Regions from separate parts of the Mus musculus genome. Here region 2 is linked to region 1. A link is a contact called in public promoter capture Hi-C data. All regions are on one chromosome and are shown on one strand. Each heading gives the region's core, a stretch centred on a gene start, on an enhancer-like site or on the middle of the called end of the contact. The rest is flanking DNA. Distances are from core to core; before and after follow the strand shown.

What was found. Promoter capture Hi-C pulls out the DNA fragments that hold promoters and counts their contacts.
Region 2: a promoter capture Hi-C map of the HPC-7 cell line shows a contact between it and region 1. The contact joins the enhancer-like site here to the promoter of Golph3l in region 1. A contact is called at or near these places in 12 of 39 promoter capture datasets (the C10 cell line, the HPC-7 cell line, cranial neural crest and 8 more), 1 of 15 datasets of contacts at CTCF or cohesin (the NIH/3T3 cell line), 3 of 484 Hi-C or Micro-C datasets (the HPC-5 cell line, bone marrow-derived macrophages and embryonic stem cells), 2 of 115 datasets of contacts at active chromatin or transcription factors (both in embryonic stem cells) and 3 of 9 other capture datasets (adipose tissue, liver and pancreatic islet).

Annotation. Positions count from the first base shown.
Region 1 is chr3:95,586,280-95,591,131 of GRCm38.p6, forward strand. It overlaps Golph3l (golgi phosphoprotein 3-like), which reads left to right and starts at 2,655. Exons shown (of 5, transcript NM_146133.3): 1 at 2,655-2,855. The coding sequence starts at 2,688. Hormad1 (HORMA domain containing 1) reads left to right here. Exons shown (of 15, transcript NM_001289532.1): 15 at 1,102-1,581. The coding sequence ends at 1,179. Gm40097 (a long non-coding RNA gene) reads right to left here and starts at 2,538. Exons shown (of 3, transcript XR_867468.2): 1 at 2,366-2,538; 2 at 1,081-1,137.
Region 2 is chr3:95,791,322-95,796,173 of GRCm38.p6, forward strand. The region is part of intron 1 of Rprd2 (regulation of nuclear pre-mRNA domain containing 2); the gene reads right to left. Among named protein-coding and RNA genes, the nearest start is that of Gm26361, 3.1 kb to the right of the region's middle. Within about 2 kb of position 2,545, at least 5 of the 459 cell types and tissues checked have an H3K27ac peak or open chromatin away from gene starts, as enhancers often do.

The sequences.
Region 1 (4,852 bases), core at 1,405-3,904:
ATTATACTCTACTTTAAAATTATCCCAGGCAAATTTCTGAGTTTGAGGCCAGCCTGGTCTACAGAGTGAGTTCCAGGACAGCCAGGGCTACACAGAGAAACCCTGTCTCAAAAAACAAAAACAAAAACAAAAACAAACAAACAAACAAACAAATAAATAAAATTATCCCAGGTAGCATATCTTAGTAGAAAATACCTATGCTGGGCTGGAGATGTCATTCAGTCAGTAGAGTGCCTGCTTAGCATGCATAGAACCCTGTGTTACTAGACTTTCACCACCACACCAAACCATATGTAGGAGCACATTCCCATGATCCCAGCACTGAGTGTACAATGAGAGATGAGAAGTTCAAAGCCAACCTTTGCTATACATAGTGCATAGGAAGCAATTCTAGATCATGTGAGACTCTGTCTCAAAAACAAAGAAATTTTACTGTAGCATACTATTTTTATTGTGAGCAGGGGGAGGGCCCTCAGTTAAGAGATATTTAAACTAGAAAATCTTTGGCCAGTGAAATACTCCAGCATTAAAAGCATTTTGCCCTCTGGTACCTAAATTTGATCTACAGGACCCCACATAACAAGAGGAGAGACCCAACTGCTATAAGTGTCTTCTGACCTGCATACTTGTATTTTCACACACAACACACCACAAATAAATATTAAGAAATTTGTAATTGGGGGCCTGGAAAGGTGTTATTAAGAACACCTACTGCTCTAACAGAGGACTAGAGTTTTGTTCCCAACACACTCATCTGGCAGCTCACAACTCCCTTCTATCCCAGCTTTAGAGAATCAAGTGCCACACTCTGGCATCTAAGGGAACCTGCATTCATGTACTCTACCCACACACAGGGAAACAAACATATACACACATTTTTTTTAATTTTAAACTGTAAAAAAATTAAAGTCTCACCGAGCGTGGTGGCTCACGCCTTTAATCCCAGCACTTGGGAGGCAGAGGCAGGCGGATTTTTGAGTTCGAGGCCAGCCTGGTCTACAAAGTGAGTTCCAGGACAGCCAGGGCTATATAGAGAAACCCTGTCTTGAACCCCACCCCCAAAAAATTAAAGTCTCTTACGTAGTTGTTTTCTTTTAACAGGTCCTTCACGTCTTGGAATCTAGTCAAGAGTCAGTGCTGAAGAAAAGGAGAGTTAGTGAACCAAAGGAACATACCTAAAAATTATTTTTCTTATGCAAATTTGCAGTTCTCAACATTTAAACTAATATGCTGTATTATTTGAAGGTGTGCCTTCTGTACCTCTGAAAATTATTTTGTAGTTCATAGTTATTAAACTAATAAAAGTTTTAGCTATTATATTGTGTTTACCTGAGATAAATCCAAGGGAACTTTTGACTAAACAAAAATACAAATGTCATTGATTCTGCTCATATCCACTGAATACAACCTGCCTTCTATTTTAAAGAAAGCTTTTTTTTTAAATGTGTTAAGTTTTAAGGCCCTCTAAAACCATTTTTGAAGTGTTTATTCTGACTTTAAAATTCTGTAAGGATACACTTTTTACTTATGTTAAAACTGTACCATTTACTTGGTGCTATTAAAACAATGTTTGCTATTTTGATATAGTGTGTTATTAACAACTTTTTTTTTTTAATATTTATTTATTTATTATATGTAAGTACACTGTAGCTGTCTTCAGACACACCAGAAGAGGGCATCAGATTTCATTACAGATGGTTATGAGCCACCATGTGGTTGCTGGGATTTGAACTCATGACCTTTGGAAGAGCAGTCGGCACTCTTAACCGCTGAGCCATCTCACCAGCCCTATTAACAACTTTTAAATATGTATTTAGAGCAAAAATGATAAAAGCAATGGCCAATAAAAAAAAGACCGGCATCTTAATACCATGACTAAGATGCTCAGTGTGCAGGGTCTTTCAGGGCTTCTAGTTATTTAATTAACAGAAAGTGTTCAGCTATTAATTTTGAGAGAATTTAAGTAAGTATATCTTTCGCGAGGTGGACACATTTTAGAACTTTTGAGTGGTAGTGTGAACAATTGTTTTGCTGAGAGACCTGGAACCTAGCCCCACCCAAGCTATTTGCTTCCTTTGCTTCAGAAAAGGAAGACCTAAAAACTTGATCTGTTTCCGTCTTGTAATTTTAGCAGCCATATTCCAAACTGTACAGTAGCTACAGGATTATCAAAGTGGGATAACATCCCTCTAGAGCTGTTATGTGTGTAATAGTACCCATGCTGTTCAGTATAAACAGCACAAACCGAGTCAGATTACGTTTTTCTAGAGGCAAAGTTAAGCTCAGAGTTTACTCTTAGCCTTATTGCTTGGATGCCAACATTTCTTAACCAGCAGTGCCAATACAGACAGCTACAGAAAAACACCTGCTACACTGAAATTGGCCAACAGAATCCTTTCGTGATTGGCAGCACTGTGCTATCTCACAGAATACTTTGATTGGGTAATTTCATCGGGGTGGGATGCAGCCTTTTCCTCGCAGCCACCGAGGTTCCTTCATTGGACAGACCAGCTGTCAGGTTGAACCCAAACCTGCCTCCTTTTGGTGATGTTTGTCTGGATCGCAACACAATAGCCCGGAGGACCTCCCCTCGTAAGCTCCGATTGGCTAGAGTCAAACTTGGGGGTTTCTGATTGGCCCAATGAAGAAACACCAAGGTAGGTTGCCTAGTGATCCTGAGGAAGCTGATGTGTTATTCCCTCTCTGCAACGAAGGATCAGGAAGTTTGTACTCTCTGTGTGGCTGAGAAGTTTTTCACCTACTGGAACCCGCCTAGGGTACGGGAAACAGGTGCCCTCCAAAACGAGAGCGCGAACTGCAGCCTACGTCCCACTGCAGCTCAGGAGCAACGTCAGGTGAGCAAATATAACACTTCTTAACATCCAACAGAGCTGGTCAGTATTTTACTTTAGAGAGAAAGGGTGGTTTTTACTTATTTGTTGTTGCTCATCATGTTTTCAAGTAGGGTATTTTAACTAATAAGTGGCCACAGGGAAATGATGAATTCCTCAAAGAAAATTGCCCCCATTCTCCCCGGGGTGTTAAAGTTTCTTGGATTGGGTTTGGAAATAATGCCAAATGGAATTGGCACCCTAAGGCATTGTTCTGTGTTCTGTTCCTTCACTCTTCTTACTTCCCCTGAAAATTATATTTGAAATATACGCTTGTATGAAGAATTGTTTGTAAGACTCTTGGTGTGTATTTCTGGTGCTGTTTAATGAGTATATATTTATTTGAGCAGTTAAAACGTTAAAGATATTGTGCTAGTTGCTATGGAGAATATAAAAATTAAAAGATGACAATATTTCAGCCCTGGAGAAGTTTAATGTAACAGACAGCCATAACAAAAGAGGGACTATAATAAACATTTTAAAGGGCTTAAGTATAAATTTCTGTTTACATACAACTGAAGAAAAATCCATTTCTAAGTGTTTAATATATGCATAGTGGAGAGATAGAATTCACCTTAAGGCCTCACTTGTCTTTAGTAGGCCTTCAAAGACTGGACAGACAGTATTTAGGGAGGAAAGGAAAAGGAAGAAAACTCCAAGATCACAAGGATCAGAGGCAGAAAGAAAGCAAGATAAAATTGTTGAACTAGGCACAACCATAGCACATTTTAAATATTATTCTTTTGACCTCAAAGATATATAATTGCTGATAGTTTTTGACTTGCTTTTAATCATAAAAATTGACATTTATACCAGGCAGTGGTGACACACCTCTAATTCCAGCACTTGGGGAGCAGAGGCAGGTGGATCTCTAAGTTCAAGGCCAGCCTGGTCTACATAATGAATTCCAAGATAGCTAGGACATTTACACAGAGCAACCCTGTTTTGTTTCGTTCTAAACAAACGAAAAATAAAATACATTTACATTTGTATGAACTGTGCTAACTTTAAGCTTTATCACAGATGACTTAGACAAGTGTAATGCTTAGTATAAAAGGGTGTGTGCTCAGATTTTTTTTCCCCCATTTATGGGAATGGTACTTAGGACCTTATATATGCTAAATAACACTATGCTGTAACTGTAACACTGAGCCATATTCTAGCCCCTTTTTCTTTTTCTTTTTTGAATGAATTCTTTCTTTAAAAAGACTTATTTTAGTTCTTGCCCTCTTGGTCTCTTGCTCCTCCCTTGCTCTTTCCCTGCTTCCCTTCCCCTTTCTCTCCCCATTCCCGTCCCACCTCTCTCTCCACGTGCTCATGACTCCTCTACTTCTCTACTCTCTTTCTCTGCCTCTACTACCCTCGTAACTCCCCTCCCCATGCCCTTAATAAACCCTATTCTATACTTAAAAAAAAAAAGACATTCTATTTATTTCATGTATATGAGTACACTGTCTGAAGAAGTCACACCAGAAGAGGGCATCAGATCCCATTACAGATGGTTGTCAGCCACCATGTGATTGCTGGGAATTGAACTCAGGACTTCTGGAAGAGCAGTCAGTGCTCTTAACCACTGAGCCATCTCTCCAGCCCTAGCCCCATTTTCTTTTGCAAATTTGATAATCTTTTAACATTCTTGCTGGGCTTTTGTTGTTATTGAAGTTATTTGTGTTTTCACAAAATAACCAGATAGAATGCTAAATTGCCATACTTGGAAATGAGTTGTTATGGTAACAAAATAAAAGAAAGAAAGAAAATACTGGTCTGGAGGGTTGGCTCAATGGTTAATAGCACTTGTTTATGCAAAGTACCTGGATTTGATTCCCAGCACCCACATGGAGACTCACACTTGCTCAGGCACCAAGCACGACATGTGGGTACACAGACACACATGCAGGCAAAAAACTCATGTATACAACATAAATTAAAAGGAAAAAAATATTAAAACATAGACATGGAGA
Region 2 (4,852 bases), core at 1,295-3,794, 200 kb after region 1:
GTGGGGAGGAAGGGAGGGAGACTCATGAGGGGGAAAGGGGCCAGGGAGGGAAAAAGGGGAACACTATCAGGTATTGGGGGGGGACCGAAGCCCCTGAGGGCCAGCAGAAAGAATGGAAACAGGCAACCTCAGGAGGTAGGAGGTGGGGGGACCCTCCAGAATGTACCAAAGACCTAGGAGGTGAGAGACTCTCAGGACTCAAAGGGAGGGACCTTAGATGAAATGCCCTACAGTAGGGAGAGGGAACTTGCAGAGCCCACCTCCAGTAGAAAGACAGGAGGACATCAAGTGAGAGATAAGGTTGCCATCTCACAATCAAAACTCTGACCCATAATTATTCCTGTCTGAAAGAACTGCAGGGACAAAAATGGAAAAGAACCTGAGGAAAAGGAAGTTCAGCCACAAGCCCAAAGCGGGATCCAGCTCAGGGGGAGGCCCCAAGACCTGATACTATGACTGAGGCTATAGAGTGCTCACAAAAAGGGACCTACCATGACTGCCCTTCAAAAGACCTAACAAGCAGCTGAAAGAGTCAGATGCAGATATTTACACCCAACCAATAGACAGAAGCTGCTGACCCTTGTAGTTGAATTAGGGAAAAGATGGAAGAAGCTGAGGAGGAGGGTGACCTTGCAGGCTCAATTTACCTGGACCCCTGAGATCTCTCAGACCCTGAACCACCAACCGGGCATCATACAGTAGCGGATATGAGGACCTCAACACACATACAGCAGAGGACTGCCAGGCCTGGGTTCAGTCAGCGAAGATGAACCTAACCCTCAAGAGACTGGAGGTCCAGAGAATGGGAAGGTCTTGTGGGGTGGAGAGTGAGGATAGGGACATCCTCATGGAGATAGGGAGGTAGGGATGGGGGACAGTTAGAGGGTGGGCCAGGAGGGGGATACAATCTGGATTGTACAATTAATTAATTAATTAATTAAACCAAAATAAAATAGTTTCCCCAAATATTTGTGGAGACAAAGAAAGAAAGAAAGAAAGAGAGAGAGAGAGAGAGAAAGAAAGAGGAAGGGAAGGGAAGGGAAGAAAAAAGAAAAGGAGAAAGAGTTGAACGAACTTGTACAAATAGCAAGATTAGAAGAAAACTAATCTTGTACAACACTGACCTCAAACCAGAAAATAACTGCAAATCATGTTTAATAGTATTCCATATACAGATCCTTAGATCAACCAATCCAGACACTTCTCACAAAACATTTAAGTGCCTCCATTTGCTGGCTGAAGCTATTTGAAATATCTGAATGTTCTGGGCATAATTTGATTCCAGGTTTACACGAAGGCTAAGCTTTTCAAAGACTCAACCCACCTAAGGTTCACTGTTAAAATGCTGGGCAATTCTAACATTCACCTGGACGACCCAAGTTCTACAGTCACTCAGGCTCCTCACCTCACACTCATTGCCTTCTAGGATCTGCTCACACAGCCCTGTCTCTGACCACACTCACCCATTCCCATTCTACCATTCTACAACCTCAGACAGCAGTCCATGCTCTCTACCTCCTCCATCTCCTTCAGAATTCATTTATTTCTAAGAATTCCACTGCATTTGATACATTATTTAAATTACTCTTACCAAAACCCTCATTTTCTTTTCCTTTTCTACCTAATTTAGCTTTCTAGTACAAAACCCTAAGTCTGGATGAGTCTAAATGAATGCTTTTCCTGTACCTTTCTTTTGTTTTTTAAAATTACATTTATTATTTTTCCTTATGTGTGCTTGGCATGCATGTATACATACAATGTGTGTATACATCATGGATGCAAATACATCAACAATGTGTACCACCTCTCTAGAACCTTCTTGTCTGATTTTTGTTTTAATTTGTGTTGAGACAAGGTGTGCAGATTTGAATGAGAATGGCCCTTATAGGCTCATAGATCTGAACACTTAGTCACCAGGGAGTGGAACTCTTTGATAGGATTAGAAGGATTTGGAAGTGTGTCACAGTAGGTGGGCTTTGAGGTCTCAAAAGTTCTTCAAAATCCTATACTAGGCCCAGTTTCTCTGTTTCTGTGTGTGCGGGTCTCTCTGTCTGCTGATCACGATGTAACTCTTGGCTACTTTACCACCACTCCTGCCTGTCACCATGTTCTCTGCCATGACAATAGTGGACAAAAGCTTCTGACACTGTAAGCAAACTCTTAACTAAATGTTTTCTTTTATAAGAAAGAATTTCCTTGGTCATGGTGTCTTGAGCACAGGGTCTCACACTATGTAGGGCCTGGGATTTGCTGTGTAGACCAGACTACCTTCCAACTCTGGGGATCTGTCTGCCTCTACCTCCGGAGTTCTGTTCTGTTTCTGAGGCAGGGTCTTGAAAAGCCCAAGGTGGCCTCAAATTCCTGATCCCCAGAACAACCTGACCCCACCTTCCAAGTACTGAGTTTACAGGTATGTGCTGCCACAGTCTGCTGTACCTCTAATTCTGCTGTTAGATTCTACTAAAGGAAAAGTACACAAGAAGGGGACTAATGTCCTACGAATGAGCCCATTCTGTAACAGCTCCTCCTTCAGCAGTGCCTTCTCTCACTTGCTCTAAGAGGTATTTCACAATGTACCACCCAGGACTCTATGACACAGATCTCTCACTCTTGGGACATAAGCATACATGCTATTTTATACACAAAGTAGCATTAAATGAGAATTATCTTCTCTAAAGAACATGTGCAGCATCCCCATCCCATTACCTAGAGGCATCCTGACTCGCTCAGTGGAAGCCCAAAAGAGTGAACAACTCAAGTTTCAAACAAAACAAAGACAGACCAGCAGCAGCAGCAGCAGCAGCAGCAGCAGCAGCCCCAGCCCCAACCATCAAATAAACAAATAAAACACCTTGCTAGGCCCGTGTGGGGGTAGGCACCTGTATTCCCAGCCTGGGGAGTGAACAAAAGCAGGAGGATTAGGACTTGAGAGTCATTCTAGTAACACATACCAAGTTTCAGGTTATCCTGGGGTACAGGAGGAAAAGTATATACAAGCTCTTTGTAATATTCTTAAAGTATTTTTAAAGTTTGAACTAAATGCTTGGATTACAAGCATGAGTTTGAATTTCAAACTTCAAGAATAACTTCCCTATATGCTATATTTGATTTGGTTTTCACCCTGTCTTACCCCATCAAGAACTTTAAGCCCCACAAAGTGGATGTGGTTAGACACCAACATAAAAGCCTCCATCTTACTGCCTCTCTGATACCTGCAGGCGTATGGAACACACATATTTAGGCTCTTACACACAGTAGATACACAAACAAATCTTTTTTTTAAAAAAATAAGTGGGGGCTGGAAAGATGGTTCCTTGGTTAAAAGCATCAGTTGTTCTTTTAGAGGACCCAAATTAGTTCCCAGCTCACAAAAGTCCCAGGAGACCCAATGTTCTTTTCTGGCTTTTGTAGACACAAATAAGGCCCAGAGACAAACATACAAGCAAAATACCCATATACATTAAAAACAACAACACTTTGGCCTGACAGTGGTGGGGCATGCCTTTAGTCCCACCACTTGTGGGGCATCTCTGAGTTTGAAGCAGGTCTGTCCTACATACAGAGTGAGTTCCAGAACAGCCAGGGCTACAAAGAAAACCCTTGTGTCACACACACACACACACACACACACACACACACACACACACACACGAATGAATGAATGAATGAATGAATGAATGTTTTAAGTGGCCAAGGACAAAGGCAATTAAACAGAAAGAAATCTGGGGCCATACAGAAATACTAATAAAGAAATTGAAAAACAAGAATTATCTTTACAAAGACAAAGACAATTCTTCCTAAGTTGGTGTTCCAAGAATCAAAATATTTAACTGTTTACTGATGAATGAAATACTATTACATTATATATTCTCACATTTTAACAAGACTTTAAAAAAAAAGCTGAGTGTGTTGGCACATGCCTTTAATTCTAACACTTAGGAGGCAGAGACTCAAATGGATCTGTGAGTTCAAGGTCAGCATGGTCTACAGAGTGAGTTCCAGGACAGACAGAGGTACATAGAGACCCTACCTCAAAAAAAAAAAAAAAAAAAAAAAAGTGAATGAATAAATGAATGAATAAATAAATAAATAAATAAATAAATATTATGGGTGTTGTAATTAACAAACAATTTCAGGTATTTTCAACTTTAGTGTCACTTATGTAATGGTTGAAAAACTAAGTCCTTAGTAAGTTGATTTTTATATACATTGAAAAGGGGAACAATATTCAACCAAAATTAAAAGTAGTAAAGTGCTGCTACCAGGTGTCATCAAGATAGTTCACTGGGTAAAGGCTCTGGATGCCAAGTTAACAACTCCTTGCATGGCGGGAGAAAAAGGCACCAAATCATTCTCTGACCTCCACACCCCTCCCTCCCTCCTTCCTCCTTCCCAGAGAGAGGTCCTAGCGGGCACTGTGCTTGCTGCAGCAGCATGTGGACCCGAGTCTGATTTCACTGATCCACTGGAAAGCTGGGGGTGCTTAGGTAACCCAGTCCAGTGTTACAGGGCACAGACATGTGGATCCCAGGAGCTTGCAGGGAAAATGGCTTCTGGGAAAGACAAGCCCCAGTTTCAGAGAGAGAGTATCTCGGGGAAGAATGAGAGTAACAGAGTAAAGCACCAGACGTGTTCCCCACACATGTGAAAGCATGCACACATATAAACCACAGATGAGGAGCTGGTGAGATGGCTCAGAGGTTAAGAGTGCCGACTGCTCTTCCAAAGGTCCTGAGTTCAAATCCCAGCAACCACATGGTGGCTCACAACCATCCGTAACAAAAATCTGATGTCCTCTTCTGGAGTGTCTGAAGACAGCTACAGTGTATTTACATATAATAAATAAATAAAT